2 separate regions of the Sus scrofa genome follow, and region 2 is linked to region 1. The links are chromatin contacts, called in public Hi-C maps. All regions are on one chromosome and are shown on one strand. The core of a region is the stretch at or near the end of the contact, and the rest is flanking DNA. Distances in the headings are between cores, read along the strand shown.

Region 1 (3,141 bases), core at 443-2,942:
ATGTATTACGCAGCTCATTTTGTGTCGGAGACTGGAACTGTGGAAGAGGGGAAGAGGCACTGGAGCGACCAGCAGAAGCTGGTTAGTTAAGGAGGACGAGGAGTTGGGGGCGGGGGAAAGATTCCTAGTTCAAAGATACCTGTTCTCTTGTTATACATTGATTTTTATTGGGTCAGAAATACCCAATTTGTGTTCCCCATCACCGTGGAAATTGGCCTGTGGCCGGCCAGCAACTTCCTGACCACTTTTTGTAGAAATATATGGATTGCTCACAGCCCTTAGACGCCGAATCCTTTGGGAGTGTGGGTGAGAGGGAGGGATGGGAGGGAAGGAAGAGAGGAGAGAGGGAGAGAAATCTAGCCCAGTCCCTCCCCCCGACACGTGAAGTGGCAGCGGCCCCTGCCACCTCCGGCCCCAGCCCCTCACGTGCCGCACGGCGGGTCCCCGCACCCCAGCTCTGCGCACTTCCCACCCTTGGAGGGAAGTGGGACCGATGCGAAGGCAAGCCAGCGCGTTCCGCAACCGAGCAGCGCACATCGGAGTTTTTAGAAGGTCATTTTGACAGAACACTATTCTCTTCCCTACTCTCTTCTTCCCGGATTGGCTTAATTCCGGGTCAACCTCTGGCAAGACTCCCCTACTACCTTCACTCCAAAACTTCCGTCCCTGAAGCCCCCTCCCCGAAAGGAGACAAGTGCCAAATGTTTTCCCAACGAAGCGGCCCCCTATATGAGCATGGGGAAGGGAGAAAGCTTGTCTGGGGATATGCTCCAGCAAGGGTCAGCCCAGGCTCCCCATCAGAAACTTGACCAAACTCTTCCCCTTCCTCAGCCGGAGTCACCCGGACCTCGGATTCTCCTAAGAGGATCATTAGCGCGCACAGTCCGGGATCTCCCCAGGCCACACTTGCCCTCCCCAATCCGGTTTCCAGCGGGGCCCAGGGTCCTAGCCCAGGGCGCCCCCGCTCTCCCCACCCTGTGCAGCAGCCCGGCCTCGGGGCTGGCGGCAGCGTCCTCCGGCCAGGGGCATTGTTTACCACCCGCAACAAAAGCGCCCCAAGCGGCCCTGGGCGGGGGGTCGCCGCGGGGAGCGGGCCCACCCTGAAGCTCCGGTGGACCCTAGGACGCCGAGCCCCAGCCCTCGTCCAGCCCCAGCAGTTCACTGCCCCTCGCCACCCCTTCCGGCCTCGGCGTACGGTCTCCGGACCCCTGCCCTCTGCCCCGGCTCCAACTCACCACTGGCCCACTCAGGCTCCGAGGGCAGCGCGGGTCCCCCGAGCTCCAAGCCTGTACTAGCCCTCAGGCAAACTTTCCAACTTGCGCTGGTCCCCAAAAACTTCGGAGCCCCGGGGCCCCGGCGAGCGCGAAAGGCGCGGGCGGGCCCGGGGCGGACACCTACCGGCCGCCTGGCAGGGTCAGGGCCCGAGCCCCCGGAGTGGGCGGCTGCTTCCCAAAGGTCCACAGTGAAGAGGCAGGTAGAGTTGCATGACTGGGGCGGGGCAGGGGGCGTCCCGGGGGGGCAGACCCTGGAGCAGAGGGGCCCAGCCGCTGCGCTCACAAAGCGGCGCGGGAGCAGACTGCTCTTCCACTCCCCGCCAGGTCAGCCCCCCGGAGTAGCAGTGTCTCCCCAGGACAGACCTCGGGGAGTGAAGCTCTGCCTTCCCTGGACCCTGCACCGCTGAGAGAGAGGCAAAACGCGAGCTGGATTTCCCCAAACTGGAGCTGGACTCCCCTCTCGACCCTTACCCCGCCCCCTTGGCCCTCCTCCGGCCCAATTTTTTTTTTTTTTTTTTTTTTAGGTCAAAGGAAAATGTTGGAGAGGGAGAGGAGGGGGTGAGGTGTCAAGGTTTTCTTGTCATTATCTTTTTTCCTAGGGGCTGTCGGGCTGAGAGAAAAGTTTTAGGGGCTCTAAATGGATGTTTGTAGATACATTAACGGGATGCCTGGTCAGGGATGACACCATCGAGCAATATCTGGGTCGCAAGCAATGGAAAACTGCCCTCAGCACCTAAGAGAGAAGCCAGAGGAGGGTTGTGTTCCCTGACTCAGAGCTTGATGTCTGCAAAGGTCATCATAACATTTTTGTTAGTTATATGCCCCTGTACCTTGGCGGTAATTCACTTTACGGAGGAAGAAATGAAGGCACGAGAAGAAGTAAGTTTTCATCATTAGGAGGAATAACCAGTGGCATTACCCCAAAAGACTGACTGAGGCATCTCAATTTCTCCTGAAATGTTTGATGACTGTTGTTTCTTCCAGCAGTCAGTTATTAAACAGCAATAGGAACCTAGATCTTTAATGGAGTCACTGTGGTAAGGAAAATGCTGTTCATGGAACAATCATTCCTCCCAGGTCAAACGTCAACAGAAGAGAAAGACTCATTCTATTATTGCCTTTCACACTATTCTACCCCCGTTTTGCACATCATTTTTATTCTTTGTTGTATCTGTTTTAATAAGCATAACCAGATTGCTCTTTTGAAAAAGATGCCTAAACTTTTAACCTTCCTCATTGATTGATTAATTCAAGTTTATTCTTGAGCTAGGATCTAGGCATACAGTTAAGTAAAATTTGCCTCATACCCAGGAGGAACACACATTCCGGGTTGGCAAGCAGAACAAATTAGTGATTGCCCTACAGTGTTTTCAGTGCTACAGTCAGAAAACTTGATTGGAGAAAGAAATGTGGTGTTTAAAATAAATGTTATTTGTAAAAATGGACTCTTCTCAGTCAATGTTTCCAAAAGCCTGATTGTTAATATCTTGTCAGACAAAATCTCCTAGGACCTAACTGAACAGAATATTGAGAGAATGTGACTCAAAACTTGATTTTCTTAAGGCAACAAAAGGAGAAAGACTGTCATGGACTAGCAATATCCTGGCTTTTGCTAATTAATTGAAATTAGTAACTTTTAAAAGTACAGCATTGAGAAAATCACAAAGATGTAGAAAAATATCCATGGCAATGCTCATTCTCTTAATTCCATCCAAGTTAGTTGAGTCCATACTACTTATCAGACACAGTTCCTTACTTTGGGGAAAATCTCTGCCCTTGTAATGCTGCATTCAATCATGGAAGGAGGTGAGGACAGACAACAAAGAAGGCTAGAAAGCAGGGAGTACTGGGAAAGGCTGAAAGGGTT
Region 2 (3,141 bases), core at 313-2,812, 47 kb before region 1:
CAAGGTGCACAACTGAGGAAACAAATGAGATTAAAAACTGTGCTACATCTATAGTTCAAACATGTTGTTCCTCTCTGAGTGCCAAAACTTTATTTGCAAAAGAAAAGCTAAGATTAAAATATTTTTAATTTATATAGAAACAATATAATTTTAAAGACCAATCATTTTATTGCTTAATGTGTCTTCTTGAATTAAAAAGGTTGCTTGCTCAGGTTGCTTCCATTTATAATAGCAATATACAACTTGAAACCTTTAACACCTATGTGCTAAACTAAAGCTAGCTTTGAACTTTTAGTAATGCCATATGCTTTTAAATTAACCCTTTTAACTACTGTACAAAGCTCATGACACAAATGGCTAGCTTATAATTGAATTAAGTAACTACTAAATACTCATTAGGCAAACTACTGAAAATAAAAAAATATATGCACATTCCTAGAGCTCCTTGAATGCCAAAACTAAAGGTGATATAATGAGATTAAGCAATTGTAATTTGGCTGTAAAATCTCAATGGCTTACATATTTTAAGTTGAACTAAAACCTCCAAGAACCTTTTCCTTTGGAAAGAAAAATAACACATTTTAAAATAGTATCTAATGGAAGGTCTGTTAAAATCACAATGGATTATAGCTGTCAACTTTAAATAGTGTCTTTCTCCTTAAGAGCTTAAGTTTACACACTGGTGCAGCACCACAAATGCAGATGCTACAAAGGGAGCTACCAAAAAACCCACAAATTTTATTCACAACACTTTGCATATAAAGTTTTCCTTCTGCAGACTTGTGTGGAGTTGAAAATAAAGGATGCTAATATGCACATTATGCAGCACATCAAAAAAGAGAGAGAGAGAGAAAAAAAAACACTTTAGTTGAGTAAAAATTCATTAATCTACTGAAAATCCAGGAGAATTCACATCCACTACTCCAAATTTACCCCTAAGTGACAGAAAAATACTATATGAAATGGAAAAAAATAAATATGATTTAATCAATAGCTGATTACCTTTAAAACTTTGGGCTTCTTTTCCCTCTGGGGCCTCTTGTTTTCCTTTATAACCTAAAAAAAATCAAATTGCAAAATGAGCCTCCGTTTAAGAGAAAAAATTAGCTCCCACCCCCCCAAAATTTTTGGCTATTTCTCTATAAAACTACTTAGACCATCTAAAATCATCAACATGTTTGCTAGGCAGAACCTAAAGAGCTTATGTAAAATGTATATTTTAAAAGTCACTGAAAAAAAGCCTTGCATAAAGATGAAGTAGGGAAATACCCTTTTTTCCCCTTAAAGTCTGTCTTAATTAGCCTCTGCATTCTTCACAGCGAAGCCCACGAGGTAGCCATCTTGCTTGCTTCTGCAGAGGAAGCCTCTACAGTGGAACAGTTCTGCAAACTGCTTTTTGGTATTATTATCATGGTGTTTAAAGGCAGCCCTGGCCTGCCAGCACTGTAGACGTGCTGGGCATGCCTTTTGCAAAAACAGCCCCACAAAGAGTGCAGCCAATGGCAATGCAGAGCTTAGAAACTCCAAAGTGATCTCTGCCTAGCCTTCCTAGACAAAGGATCTCCTGTGCAGCTCCGCTCTCACCACAGGACACAGGCAGCCACAAGCTGCGACATGGAGTTCTCTGCAGAGGATCTGGTCGCGCCGAAATCACAGGAGGCTTCAGCAAAAACAATGCACACAAATCCCCCAGGTCTCCACCATCGGATCGATGGCGGAGTCTCCCTGATTAGTAACCTCTGGGTGGCTCCGAGGGCAGGTCTGCACGGGGTGGGGGGAGGGGTGCGAGGCCCTGCCTCCAACGTACAGGAGATATAACCGAGCTGAGGGGGGCATTTGGGCTTGCTGAAACTCTGGAAGGTATTGTGCATTTTTACTTTATAAGGCAAGGCTAAATATTGGCGATATTTAAGGCAGGGAGGTTATATGAGGACAGTGTAGGCTCAGCTGTTGGGCTGCGTGTCTCATTCCTCGGGAACCACACCTCTTTGCAGCAGGCGCTTTGCCCAGAAACACAGCAATTTGATTTCTGTCAATAAATGTCCAGTGACAAAGGCGGATTAAAAAATAATAATAAGGCCACTTAAAAGGAAAAGGACAGGCTGAGGACAAGGAGGGGGGAGGAGTTTTCAAAATACATTTGCCACTCTGAGTGGCTGGAGATTTCAAAAACATTTCTTTCTCTTGTTCTGGACATTTCTGATGACCTTCATCTCCCAAAGAAATCCATCCCTTCCAGAAGGCAGACTTAGACCTCTGGGGCAGAAGGGGCACTTTTGGCTCCTCTGTCTCCCAAGATCATCAATTGTCACTGAGCATCTCTCCACAGAGCTGCCAAGCAGGTTTCCACGTGGAGCCTGCCTGCGCACAGGCTGATGGTCAGACAGAGCCACTTACTTCCCAGAGATGGGGAGCTGAGCCAGCGGCGAAACAAGCAGCCACCCACAGTCACACACCTGGATGGCCCCCATGCCCAGTGGGTGGTAGGCACTGGGAGAGCCGGGCACCACAGTTGGGACTTGCCAGACCCTGGGAATGACAGAGCCAGAGGAGTTTAGCTCCCTCCCTTCAGTCTCCAGGACATGCAACAGTGGCAGCGGAGGAAGAACCAGGACAGCTGTTTGAGCTGGCAGGTCTCAAGGTCACTGCCAAAATGCAGTGCAGAGGCCAGTCACAGTCCCATCACAGCCACCTTGACAGCTGCACAGATCTTGGGAAGACATCCTCACAGGGCCAGAGTTTCAGCGGCACATTTGGGGGATTGGCAAGAGGGCCTCTCTGGCTGCTCAGCCAAAGATAGGTTTTCCACTTGCAGTTGGATTCAGAACAGATTCCCACAACCAGAAATCAGGAACAGAGTGAGGGCCGGAAAGCCTGTATTTCATCACCCTTGATTCCCAGACTTTCGGTTTGCCACAAAAGCACGCTTCTCTTGTTGGAATGGGAAGTGCAACATGTATTGTTTTCCCACTTTAAACTACCTCTCCCTCATGCACCCACCCTCAAACTTTTTAACAAATGTGAGAAACATGCAAAACCAGTGGATCCTAACCTCACCACATCCACCATGGCAACTTCAAGTACACTGAACCCACACTAAAAAGCTCTCTGCGGGGGATAAAGCAATCATGAAATAGGTAG

Evidence for each region. A called contact is a pair of places that touch in the nucleus more often than the background predicts.
Region 2: a contact with region 1 is called in a Hi-C map of skeletal muscle, with 12 times the contacts expected there. The contact joins two enhancer-like sites. A contact is called at or near these places in 3 of 5 promoter capture datasets (fetal liver, fetal skeletal muscle and liver), 14 of 47 Hi-C or Micro-C datasets (alveolar macrophages, brain, embryonic fibroblasts and 9 more) and 1 of 2 datasets of contacts at active chromatin or transcription factors (skeletal muscle).

Annotation. Positions count from the first base shown.
Region 1 is chr14:71,664,307-71,667,447 of Sscrofa11.1, reverse strand. No RefSeq gene overlaps it. Among named protein-coding and RNA genes, the nearest start is that of TET1, 9.8 kb to the left of the region's middle. Within about 2 kb of position 1,692, at least 58 of the 83 cell types and tissues checked have an H3K27ac peak or open chromatin away from gene starts, as enhancers often do. A contact at or near this core is called in epiblast stem cells, fetal liver, fetal skeletal muscle and 5 more, where this site is marked.
Region 2 is chr14:71,711,567-71,714,707 of Sscrofa11.1, reverse strand. The region is part of intron 1 of TET1 (tet methylcytosine dioxygenase 1); the gene reads right to left. Among named protein-coding and RNA genes, the nearest start is that of TET1, 37 kb to the right of the region's middle. Within about 2 kb of position 1,562, at least 72 of the 83 cell types and tissues checked have an H3K27ac peak or open chromatin away from gene starts, as enhancers often do. A contact at or near this core is called in epiblast stem cells, fetal liver, fetal skeletal muscle and 5 more, where this site is marked.